Linked DNA regions of Anas platyrhynchos: regions 1 and 2 are each linked to region 3. Evidence: chromatin contacts called from public Hi-C data. All regions are on one chromosome and are shown on one strand. Each heading gives the region's core, a stretch centred on a gene start, on an enhancer-like site or on the middle of the called end of the contact. The rest is flanking DNA. Distances are from core to core; before and after follow the strand shown.

Evidence for each region. A called contact is a pair of places that touch in the nucleus more often than the background predicts.
Region 1: a Hi-C map of skeletal muscle shows a contact between it and region 3, with 6 times the contacts expected there. The contact joins two enhancer-like sites. A contact is called at or near these places in 2 of 8 Hi-C or Micro-C datasets (liver and skeletal muscle).
Region 2: a Hi-C map of skeletal muscle shows a contact between it and region 3, with 2.5 times the contacts expected there. The contact joins the promoter of UCHL1 here to the enhancer-like site in region 3. A contact is called at or near these places in 2 of 8 Hi-C or Micro-C datasets (skeletal muscle and subcutaneous adipose tissue).

What each region holds. Positions count from the first base shown.
Region 1 is chr4:55,701,854-55,705,421 of IASCAAS_PekinDuck_T2T, forward strand. It overlaps CHRNA9 (cholinergic receptor nicotinic alpha 9 subunit), which reads right to left. Exons shown (of 6, transcript XM_013109625.5): 6 at 1-3,568. The coding sequence ends at 3,232. Among named protein-coding and RNA genes, the nearest start is that of CHRNA9, 21 kb to the right of the region's middle. Within about 2 kb of position 1,693, at least 3 of the 8 cell types and tissues checked have an H3K27ac peak or open chromatin away from gene starts, as enhancers often do.
Region 2 is chr4:55,351,167-55,354,988 of IASCAAS_PekinDuck_T2T, forward strand. It overlaps UCHL1 (ubiquitin C-terminal hydrolase L1), which reads right to left and starts at 1,651. Exons shown (of 9, transcript XM_038178812.2): 1 at 1,505-1,651; 2 at 1,405-1,416; 3 at 1,160-1,288; 4 at 6-156. The coding sequence starts at 1,537.
Region 3 is chr4:55,567,814-55,571,375 of IASCAAS_PekinDuck_T2T, forward strand. No RefSeq gene overlaps it. Among named protein-coding and RNA genes, the nearest start is that of RBM47, 27 kb to the right of the region's middle. Within about 2 kb of position 1,733, at least 2 of the 8 cell types and tissues checked have an H3K27ac peak or open chromatin away from gene starts, as enhancers often do.

The sequences.
Region 1 (3,568 bases), core at 443-2,942, 130 kb after region 3:
TAAAGAGCACAGAAGAATAGGCAGTATTGAATCCCTAAAAACACTGCTCTAGCTTTCAACTCTTCGTGACTGTATTTAGTTGTACCCTGACAGATTTTTCTTCCGTTTTCCCCCAGCTCTTTAAATCCACACAATCTTTTAGCATTCACAGATTCTGTTGCAAGGAGTTCCTCAGCCTTCTCACACAGTATATAGTCAGTCCCATCCACTACCTCGCAGTATATTTGATGCACCTGGTTCCTAAAGTAGAAGAGAGAGCAAACAATAACTCTATTTTCTTTATACCACCCATAAGCCTTGGACAAACACTCCCTTAGCCATTTCTTCTGAATACCTTACCTTTATCTTTAAATACTTTACTTCCCAGGCTTTGGGGACAGTATCTTTTTTCCACAACAAAGACCAAATCAGTTTCCTAAACGAGGCAGTATAAATGTCAAACCCTGAGCTCCATGGCAAATGTCTGCAACCATTCTTCTGCACAGGGAGAATGAACAGCTTGGTTTCTAAAGCAGATATTCAAAGTTACCCCAGTTGACTGGAAGCTGATAATATATAGGGAATACACTTGAGACTTTTTCCACATACTGAGTTTATTCTTGGCTAGCTACCCAGTTTATCTTTACATTAGAACCTGGACTTTAAAGCTTGCATTATGTATGAGAATCCAGATAAGCTTACAGCATTAATTATTCCACACAAAAGAAAACCTGGCATTTAGAATTCAACGCATCATTTACATAATAATAATAACTACAAATCCCTCTCTTTCAATAAATTTGGGCATGACGACTGCATCGGTTTGCCATTTTGACTCCTCACTCTTAAGTTACAGCTTCACAGGTGTGCTCCTATTAACTGCAACAGTTACGAAAACTCATTTTATCACATGAACTTTTGACTGGGATCCATTACAGTGTCCTTCTGCCTCTCCCACTGCATCTAGAATATCATGGTTTCAAAATTCAGGATGCTTTGTAAAAGCAATTTATCTGCCAAGGGCATGCCTGGGCTTTTAAGCTTCTCACTTTACCATGAGACATCTTCTGGAACTTTTGTCTGAGGAGTTAAAAGAAATTAACACAGAGGAGAGGGCTTTTTAGTGTTGTCAGCAAACACATTCATGTACACTTAAGCAGCAAGGTGTTGAACAGGGAACGTGTTGATTATGGCACTACTTTAATGATAGTGCTGTAAGATCATGCTTTTGTGCTAAGTAATGCGCAAAGCAACCTTGGCATTCCTTTAGACAGCTGATAATTTAAGTACATTTAGATGAGCAGACAGTGAGGTGGACTGAGAACTGGCTGGATGGCAGAGCTCAGAGGGTTGTGTGAGAGTGTCCACAGTCTAGCTGGAGGCCTGTAGCTGTGTCCCCCAGGGGTCTGTGCTGGGTCCGGTCCTATCCAACTTACCCACCAGTGAACCAGATGAACGGACAAGGATGCACTCTCAGCATGTTTGCTGCTGATACAAAAGCAGGAAGAGTGGCTGATTCACCACAATGCTGCATTGCTATTCAGAGGGACCTGGCCAGGCTGGAGAGTTTGGCAGAGAGGATCCTCCTGAGGTTCAACAAAAGCTAGTGCAGGGTCCTGCACCTGAGAGGAATAACCCCACGCACTAGTACAGGTTGGGGGATGACCTGCTGGAAAGCAGCTCTGCAGGAAAAAAACTGGGAGTCCTGGTGGACAGCGGGTAAACCATGAGACAGCAATGTCCCCTTGTGGCCAAGAAGGCCAATGGTATCCTGGGGTACATTAGGAAAAGTGTTGCCAGCAGGTTGAGAGGTGATCCTCCCACTCTGCACAGGCCTGGGGAGGCCACACCTGGAGTATTGTGTCCAGTTCTGGGTTCCCCAGTACAAGAGGGACATGGAGCTTCTGGAGACAGTCCAGCAGAGGGCTGTGAAGATGATTAGGGGACTGAAGCATCTCTCATATGAGGAAAGGCTGAGAAAACTGGGCCTCATTAGCCTGGAGAAGAGAAGACTGAGAGGGGATCTCATCAATGCATATAAATTTCTTAGGGAAGGGTGTCAAGATGATGGGGCCAGGCTCTTTGGTGGTGCCCAGAGGTAAGCAACAGGCACAAACTGAAACACAGGAAGGTCCACCTGAATATGGGGAAACACTTCTCTACTGTGAGAGTGACAGAACACTGGAAGGGGTTGCTCAGAGAGATTGTGGAGTCTGCTCCCCTGGAGATATTAAAAAACCCACCTGGACGTGATCCTGTGCAACATGCTCTAGGTGACCCTGCTTGAGCACGGGGGGTGGACTAGATGGTCTCCAGAGGTCCCTTCTGACCTTAGTGATTCAAAACCAGATAACAGACACATGGGGTGAGCATTAGTCAAGATCAATACAATGAGCAGAGACTAGACACTCACAGCCTATTTTAACAGCCTCACAAGTGACATTTAAAGGCCCATTTTGAACAAATGTCCAGAGCAATGAAATATCTAGGGAGGATGAGAAGCCCTTCCTACTGTTAGAATCAGAAGGAAGAGAAAGGAGGAGAGGCCCTGTGACTTGGTGAGGAAAAAGTCCTGTCATTCTGGCTTACTGTGCCTGTAGTAACAATGGAGCAATATTTAGCAGCAGGAAATGATTAAAAGGAAAATCAAGGTACAGTCATATTTAGTGGTATACTCAGTGGTAGCAGAAGTGAAAGGCACACCAGAGAGCAAGATAGAGGCAGGTGGAGCCTATGAGCAGACATGAACAGTAACCAGAAAAAGCCCTTAACAAAATAAGCTAACTTAGGCAAGCTAAAAAAGGAAAAAAGGGCAGTGCCATGAAGCAGTAAATTCCAGGAACTGTCACAATCTCACAAATACCCCACTTTTGTTCTGGCAGAGAGAAAAGGCCAGCCAAGTTACAAGGTGCAGCCCTCTGAATAGAGTGCTCCCTGCTAGGCTGTCGGCTCCATCACTGCATTGCTCCCCCGATCAGCCTGCAGTCGTGGCCACCGTTCATTAAGACGGAGCACAGACTGCTCATCCAGCAGCCTCATCGGGGCTGCACTCCCATATTAAAATGCAATGAAAGCCACTAATAAAGCCATCCGCTGAGCAATGTCTCAACATGCCGTTGCAGCCTACTGAGCTGGTTTATTGTTACAGAACAGAAGACACAAAGATCTCAGAAGCACACCTACCCCACAGCTCCACTGAAATGAGCTAACCCAGTACATTCATACCTACAAAATGAATGTGTTCATCTGCAGTTAAGCTGCTTTCCCAATGATCAGCACACTCATGAAAAACACCATGATAAAAAAAATCCACATGAAAAACCTGTCCATCACTTTTGCTACTTTTTTCCACTCAATCCCTTTGGCCCGGTTTGCTTTATGGTCTCGAACACAGTTAGCAATGTACTCGATATTCTTTATCAGCATTTTGTAACAGGAACAGCAGTTAACATTCTCCCTACCGTCTTCACCATGAACTCCACAGCTTTTATTCAAATTTCCATTCAGCTTCTCCTTGAGATCACTGTCATCATTTCTATTGGAAAGTTGACTCCTTACCTCTTTGTCTCCCCCCGGACACACATCATCC
Region 2 (3,822 bases), core at 401-2,900, 220 kb before region 3:
CTCACCAAGTTTCACCTTGTCTTTGTTATTAGCAACTGCGTGTATCAGACCAATTGTCCCACACGAGTTACTGACAGTCTGCTTCAGGAAATACACCTTGGAACTGATTTCTTGGTCCTTTATTTTCTCAGTCTGTTGTTTCCTGAAGTTCTCATGCTGTAAACACATAATCATTTCAAACATTTCACTATAGTGTTACCTTTTTATTATGCAAATTGCCACACAGACAGATATGCAGGAGAACCGATACCAGGTCTAGACAGAAAAGACTTGCACAGAAAGTCATCTTCATGGCATGGGTCCAGTAAAGCATTGTAATGCCTACTCTGGATGCAGGCCAAGCCTTAATGGACTACCTGCATGACTCAGTCATATCCAAAAGCATTGCTCTTGGCCTCTCCATCTGTGTGGTACACTGGAAACAGCTTGAGGGGGAAGTAATAATGGATAGGCTCTTTTATCCTCTCAATTGTTTTGCCTATTTAATGAGACTACTCAGCATGTCTCCGCATTTGTACCGTTAGGTTACCTCCCTTCATGAACCCCTCCCTATCAGCAGGATGTATAGACCAGCGTAAAACCCATTGCTACTGAAAGGTTATAACCCTTCAGTCGAATAACATTAAGCATCTTTTGTTTCAAAGACCACCTCCTCATCCAGTTCTTCAGCATTGGTCAGACAAAGCACCTTAATCACCCAGGAGTGGTTTAGGCCTTCCCGAGCAATGATTCAGCATGATGGCTGAACCACCATTCCCCACGCTCAAGGCAGCATTTTCTTCAGCCAGGCACACAAACCGAAGCACAGGAGGTGTATCGGAGCAAGCAGCCTTATTTTCTGGCTTGTTTTCCCTCAGCTCAAGCTGTTTGGAGGCGAGGGCTGAGCACAGGCACCCACCAGACCACACCCACTCTGCAATATCTGACCACTGCCTGCCCAGACAGCATCCCTACCAACCGGGAAAGGTACCCTTACTAAACAGGAAGGTTATAGGCTGCCAGCTTGTTTTTTATTTCATTTTAGGCACAACCCAGCCTGCAGAAACCCCACAGAGCAAGCACCAGGGCGAGCAGCAGGCTGGCAGCTCATCCTGCCACCAGCGAGGGGATGTGCAGGGGATGCCCAGCACCCCTCGGCACGGCTCAGGGCCCCACCTACCTGCTCGGTGAGGGGGAAGAGCAGCAGCAGGGCGCAGGCCGGGCTGGGCACGGCGCCCAGCGCCTCCTCCTCGAAGCCCAGCACGTCCACGAAGCGCCAGCCGGGGCTCACACCCAGGCGGGCCAGCACCTGCGGGGCACAGCGGGCGGGTGGCACGGCCGCAGCCCCTCAGGGCCCCGCCACCCGCCGCGGTGACACAGGGAACAAGGAGGAGGAGGAGGAGGAGGAAGGCGCCGCGCACTCACTTTGTTCAGCATCTGCAAGACAACGAGGGGGAGACGGGGGCTGAGTGGAAGCTCAGCGCCTCGCCTCAGCTCACCTCACCGCCCGGCCCCCCGCGCGCACCTCGGGGTTGATCTCCATGGGCTGCCACGCCATGGCTGCAGGCAGGAGGCGATGTCCCCTCACGCGGCGATGTCCCCCGGTAGCGGCAGCAGCAGCACCTCCCGCTCCTCACCGCCGCCCTCAGCGCTGTGGCGCGGAGCCGCCCACCCCGGCCCTTATATAGCAGCGGGACGGACCACACGGCGCCGCGGTGGGGGGGGGAGGGAGGGAGGAGCGGGGCGAGACCAAGGCGGGGGGAGGAGGGGGAGACCCCGGCCCCTGTGGTGTGGTGAGGCGGGGGGGAAGGTGCTAGAAGCGCCCCCCCGTGTCCCGCCCTGCCGCCCAGCGGGGCTGTCGCTGTCCCCAGGGCCAGCACGGGGCAGGTGCTCCCTCTGTGTGGTGTAAAGGTGTTCAATACAGGCAGTACGTGCTGTTGGAACAACAATACGACAAAAAAAAAAAAAAGATAATAAATGCAACAAAACCCGTCCTCGTCAGCCTGCTGGTTGCATCGCTGCAGCTCGGTTCAATTCCTGCCTTCAAGTCGAGCCTTCTGCAGCTAATTATAACACACCGGGCTTTTTATCTTTTATTCATGACCGACAGCTTCTCCATTCTGGCCTTGGGTGTGAGCACAGCAACAAACCCAGGCTCTGGCACGCAACCTGGCCTGATCTCAGCTGAGCAACCCCTCTGCTGTGAGCAGGAGCTTGGCATGGAGACATCCTAAGAGCCCTTCCAACCCGAGGCATCCTGTGATTCCTCCTGTCACAGTAAAGGCAAAGCAGTATACACCGATCAACACCAAAGATTTCTTTTTTTGGGGGGGTGGAAGATGTCACAGTAAACGACAGCATCATTTATTTCTGCCTTTTCCCCTTAGGTTTTAGCTGAAAGTGTTGATACCCACCAGAAAGCCCAACATGTCTGTTGGGTACACAGTATCTCTGACTACCATCCTTTTTGTGATCTACTCTGCCTGTGCTGGAAGATTCAAGTATCCCAAAAACTTGAATCAACAAGTATGAAGCTAACGATTGCTGATACGTATGTAGGAGACTGCATGCAGCTCCTTTGAGAGGATGACAAGTCTTGCAGCCTAGAAAAGGGAAGGCTATAAATGGCAAGAAAAATTCTGCTTCTGAATTCCTCAGTGGCAAATGGTGGTTATAACTCCAGCCTGCCTCAAAGTAATAGCAGTGCTCAAATCTCTGGGTTACTGTCATCCCTGGGATGGCCCCTATGTCCACACAAGCAACACACAAGGGCCATAGTATTTCTAAGGGATGATCTGCCAAATCTATCAGTACATTACACTTAAATAAACAGTAAATGTAACTGGTAAAATCTGCTGCAGTTGCATAAAGATGCCTGCCTCTGGGAAGCCACATAAAAACGAGTGCTGTGTCATATCCAGTACCCATCTACCTCCTTGCAAAGAGGAGGTCTCTGTACCATCTTTGCTCAGTGCAGGTAGATGTAAATGGCAATTTTAACCCAATACTTTGCCATCATTACAATAAAATCAGCTCACCAGAAAAAATGACTGGAAATATTTGTAAACATTTTGCATTGTCCAAATATAATAAAACTTGTGGTGTTTAACACTGCCTGTGAGTAAAGCTTTCACTCAGATGCCTAATCTGGAAGGAAGAATCTTCACTACATATATAGTCTTTGGGCCCAGTGATAATATTTACTTTCTCCCTGTGTTTCAGTTTAAGGTTTACACAAGGAAGATCTAGACCTAAATTTAAGGGCCTTTTCCGAGTTCAGAAGCTCTCCTAACAGGAGTGACTATGACAAGCAGGGTGATGTGGGAGATGGAGCTGGCCTTATGCAATGCAGAGCCCCTGATGTGGAAACTGAGGTCATAAACTGCTTTAGAAGATCATTTTTCCTATTCCTCTGCCAGAAGCTAAGCCCTGAGACTTTCCAAGTCCCTACCTTCAGCTGCATAATCCACACCTCCCTACCAAACACCTCAGACCTGTGCCTTCCTTTGTTTTACTGTGATATTATTCACTTCCCAAAAGAAGGACCCCAAACCAATTCCTGGAAATCTATACTCCCTACCTCCCAAACAGGCAAATTGTGTCCTTGGCTTGCTGGTGGAGCCCAGGTCAGGAGGAGCTGTGCACCGCTGCATCCCACAGGAACCCAATGCTGCAGGTCAGCAATTTCTCAGCACCTGCCCATATGCACTTACACTGCAGTGTGCTGAAAGCATCGGAGTCACTGTGATTATCTGTTGTAAGTCATTTATTGGGCTGGGGTAAAAGCCTGCCTGAGAGCAGTTATTACAGCTCAGTTATATCATAGTAGTGTGCTTGAGGGAG
Region 3 (3,562 bases), core at 483-2,982:
CTTTGATGATGAAATTAATGTTTGATATTTATTTATTTATTGTTAATTTGAAGGTTTTGTTCTTAACAGCAGTTTTATATGTGCCTCTGAATTTCCCCTTCTCTATAGAACCTCAGTGAAAGGAAAATAAAAGGATGCAAGTCTAGGCACTATTTTTTTTTTCTGAAACAAGATCTTAAATAAGTTTATACCTAAATTATAGAACAAGACCTCCATTTTGTAATCTTTCTTTTCTAATTTATTAAATCCTTATCTTGTCCATTCAGATCACCTTCCCTTGGTTTCAGAGGTGAATAACTGATCATTGCAAGCCCTGGACTGACAAAATGCTGCATTAGCTCACCCAGTTTGAGCTAAAACTGTATTAGCTAAAGGTCTGAATTAAACATGTCCTTGTTACATGAAATCGAGCCATTTCTTAATTTATTCATTGAGATGACTGGCATTTACGAAAATTGATAAATGTTGCTATAGCAAATGAAAAGCATTTTACTTTGACCTGAGGATATTCACCCAGCAGTTTCATGCCACTTAATTACTGCAACTTGTAACTTGAGGTCTACCAGTAAAAATGAGAAATAATTACAACGAGGTTAATTTCAGTGATATTCCAGTGATTAGCCTGAACCTTCTAAACAGGCATCACATTGCTCTTGAGAAACCTTCCAGGTTTAGTGTCTCAAGTTTGTCTTTAAAGTTCACAGCATGAACAGTCAGATGACAGATTCAGAACTTAGGGCAAATTTTCTCATGTTCCTTTAGCAGTTTGAAGCTCTGATACTTGGCAATAACCCCCACTGATGTGAAAGCTCCCCCCATGTGTGGAGAGGTCAGTAGGGAGTTAGCCTCCTGGTCTGAAAGATTTATAGAAATGGGTTGTGTTGTAATTTCATTTCAACCAAGAGAACAGGTAGAGGTAGCTAAAATCACATTCTGTGTGATGCTGAGTTTTTGATGTTTCTAGTACTCCCTGGCAGTATTCACACTCTTCAAGCTTACTTTGCAGAGCTAGAGTCACAGTTACAGCCTGATACATGAACTGAAGCATTTGTAAATGGAAATATACTACCTGATACTCCTTAGCATAAAAAGAAATTCCAGCGGAGGAAAATAAATAAATAAATAAATAAAAACATTATTCCCAAACTGAGTTTTGCCAGATTAATGCAGATTTTTTATTTTTTAATAATGAACTTTACAACAAAATTCTGTAACATTGCACTAAATTTCCTACACATAATATGTATATAAATTCAATAGAGGACACGGTCAATTTGGCAATGTTTGATCAGACAGCTCAGTTATCTGATTGCATTAATGCTACGTATCCAAATTCTCCTTGTTCTGTCTTTATATCTCTCCCTGTTGAAATCCAAGCCCTGGAGTCAAATAAGAAAATTTCCCTAACTCTTTGAAATCTTTGGATCAAAGGAATGAATGACAGCTGTGATCTCTGTGAGAAATAAAGCACGCGTTTTGGTAAGCTGTATCTCGCTGCTCAGAAAATACGACTGGAGACATAGCACATGGTAACGGCAGAGTTAGGGGCCAACTCGTAAGTCCGAGCTTTGCATGAAAATGAATTAATTAACGGCGTGATTCCTGCTGTTAATGTTCACGATTGGCCTCACCGTCGTGCCTGGTGCTCGCTGCCATCAGCTCGGCTCCCCCTGGAGCTGGCGCAGGCCGCAGGCCGCGGCCGTGGCTGCGGTGCCACCTGCCGGCGGCTGCCGGGCACCGGCCGGGGCGGCCCGGCCTGGGCCAGGGCGGCCATTTCCTTACCCACTGCCAGGGGGTTGCTGTGGTGTCTGCCTTGTTGCTGCTGCCCTGCAGGGGAGGCTGCTAAGGTGTTCCCTGTGCGTCGACTTCAAGTGCGATGCTAAATTCAGTGTTTGTTCTCTAGTACCTAAGACAAATGGGAAGTGGTCTACAGCCTCCTTTTTCTTGCCTCTGCTTTACCGTCTGTCCCACTCTCCTATATAACCAATATGTGGTGGGGACACACCCCGCGTCCAGTACAGAAGTAAAGCTAGGTTTAGGTTTATGTTTAACAAATGAGTTAGAGCTAATGCCGTATCACACCTCTCACCCAGGATTTATTATCGCTGCTCCACCAGATACCCCTTGTGGGATCACACGAGTGAACACTCCTCAGCCACATCAGGACAAAGTCTGGTGGCTTAGCTTTATCTGTAGTGGCAGGTGGTTCAAGCTACACTGCATGGCTTTTCATGGATGCACAGGAATGGCCATGTGTTCTCTTCAATCAGCAGAACACGTTCAGAGAGGGCAACATACAGCTGGGAGCCATAGCACTGTGAATCTCTTGACACTTTTCCTGTGACTATTTTCTGTCTGATTTCTACCTTGTCTTTCGGTATGGCCCTTTTCCCTAGGGTCCTTTAACAGAAGTATGCATAGAGCTCAGTCTCATTTAAAGTAGAGCGAAAGACTTACCATTTTGTTTGAGTCTTCCTCGACTTACTGGGTATGAAACATTTTAACATTAAGTTTGGCAAACAGTTTTACAGATGCATTTTCTATTTAAATCTCAGAAATATATCAAAACATTAAAGTGCTGAGTAGTTAATAAATACAACAAAACCAGTAGAAAAATATTGTGGTTGCCATTATGTAGCCTTTCTTCTGTGTCTCCGGTTGGATGAATATGCCCAGTTTTACAACAGCAGAGAGGCTGTTTAATTAGATTTTTAAATTACATTTTGTAGACATGTGAAAAAGAAGGCAATAGAGGCCAAAAGATACCCTGGCAGCAGAGAAACTCATCATCTAGGCAGCATTCTGGAAGAGAAGATAATTTCCCATGGCCTTACTACACTGGAGGAAGAAGCGTTGCAAACTCTATCACAGAAAGAGTGCTTATGTGAGGACTTCAAACTAGAAGGCATGCAGAGGGTCTTTATGTATTCGAAAACCTTATGCAAACATACTAAGATAGAAAAAGAGACCTGAACTTATGGCAGCATTTTAGAATTCCTACATCAGTAGCTTCATACGCAGTTTCCCAAAGTAAAAACTAATTTATTGAAAATTTTGTAATGTATTATGGCATAGTTAAAGCTCGTTTTTGGAAGCTTTTTTTTCCTCTGGGTAAATGCTATATGTCAGTCTTCAGGACTGGCAGCTCAGCACTTTTCACCACCATTTCATTAAGCACACTTTAAATGTAAAAGACACCTATGGGTCTACTATTTCTGAAATAGAGCAGAAATCACAATGCTAATTGAGAGTCAAACTTCTCAAACATTGTTTCTTCCTGGATGCGGGTCATGAACTTAAATTTAACTAGATTCAAAGACCTCAATGGGTAAACAATTCAACATCCAGGGTCCCACTGATCATTGGAAAATTATTCTGATGTGAATAGCTGTTTTATGGATGATGACTTCTGAGCTGTTTTTTAAACATATCTGAGTACTGTGAAACTAAATGTTTTGTCTGGTACTGATGAATGTATATATCAATGTAATTATCAATTCATTTTAGTATTTTTTTTTGCCATAGTATCATCTTCTAGTATTTAGCAAGCTTGCAGCCAGAA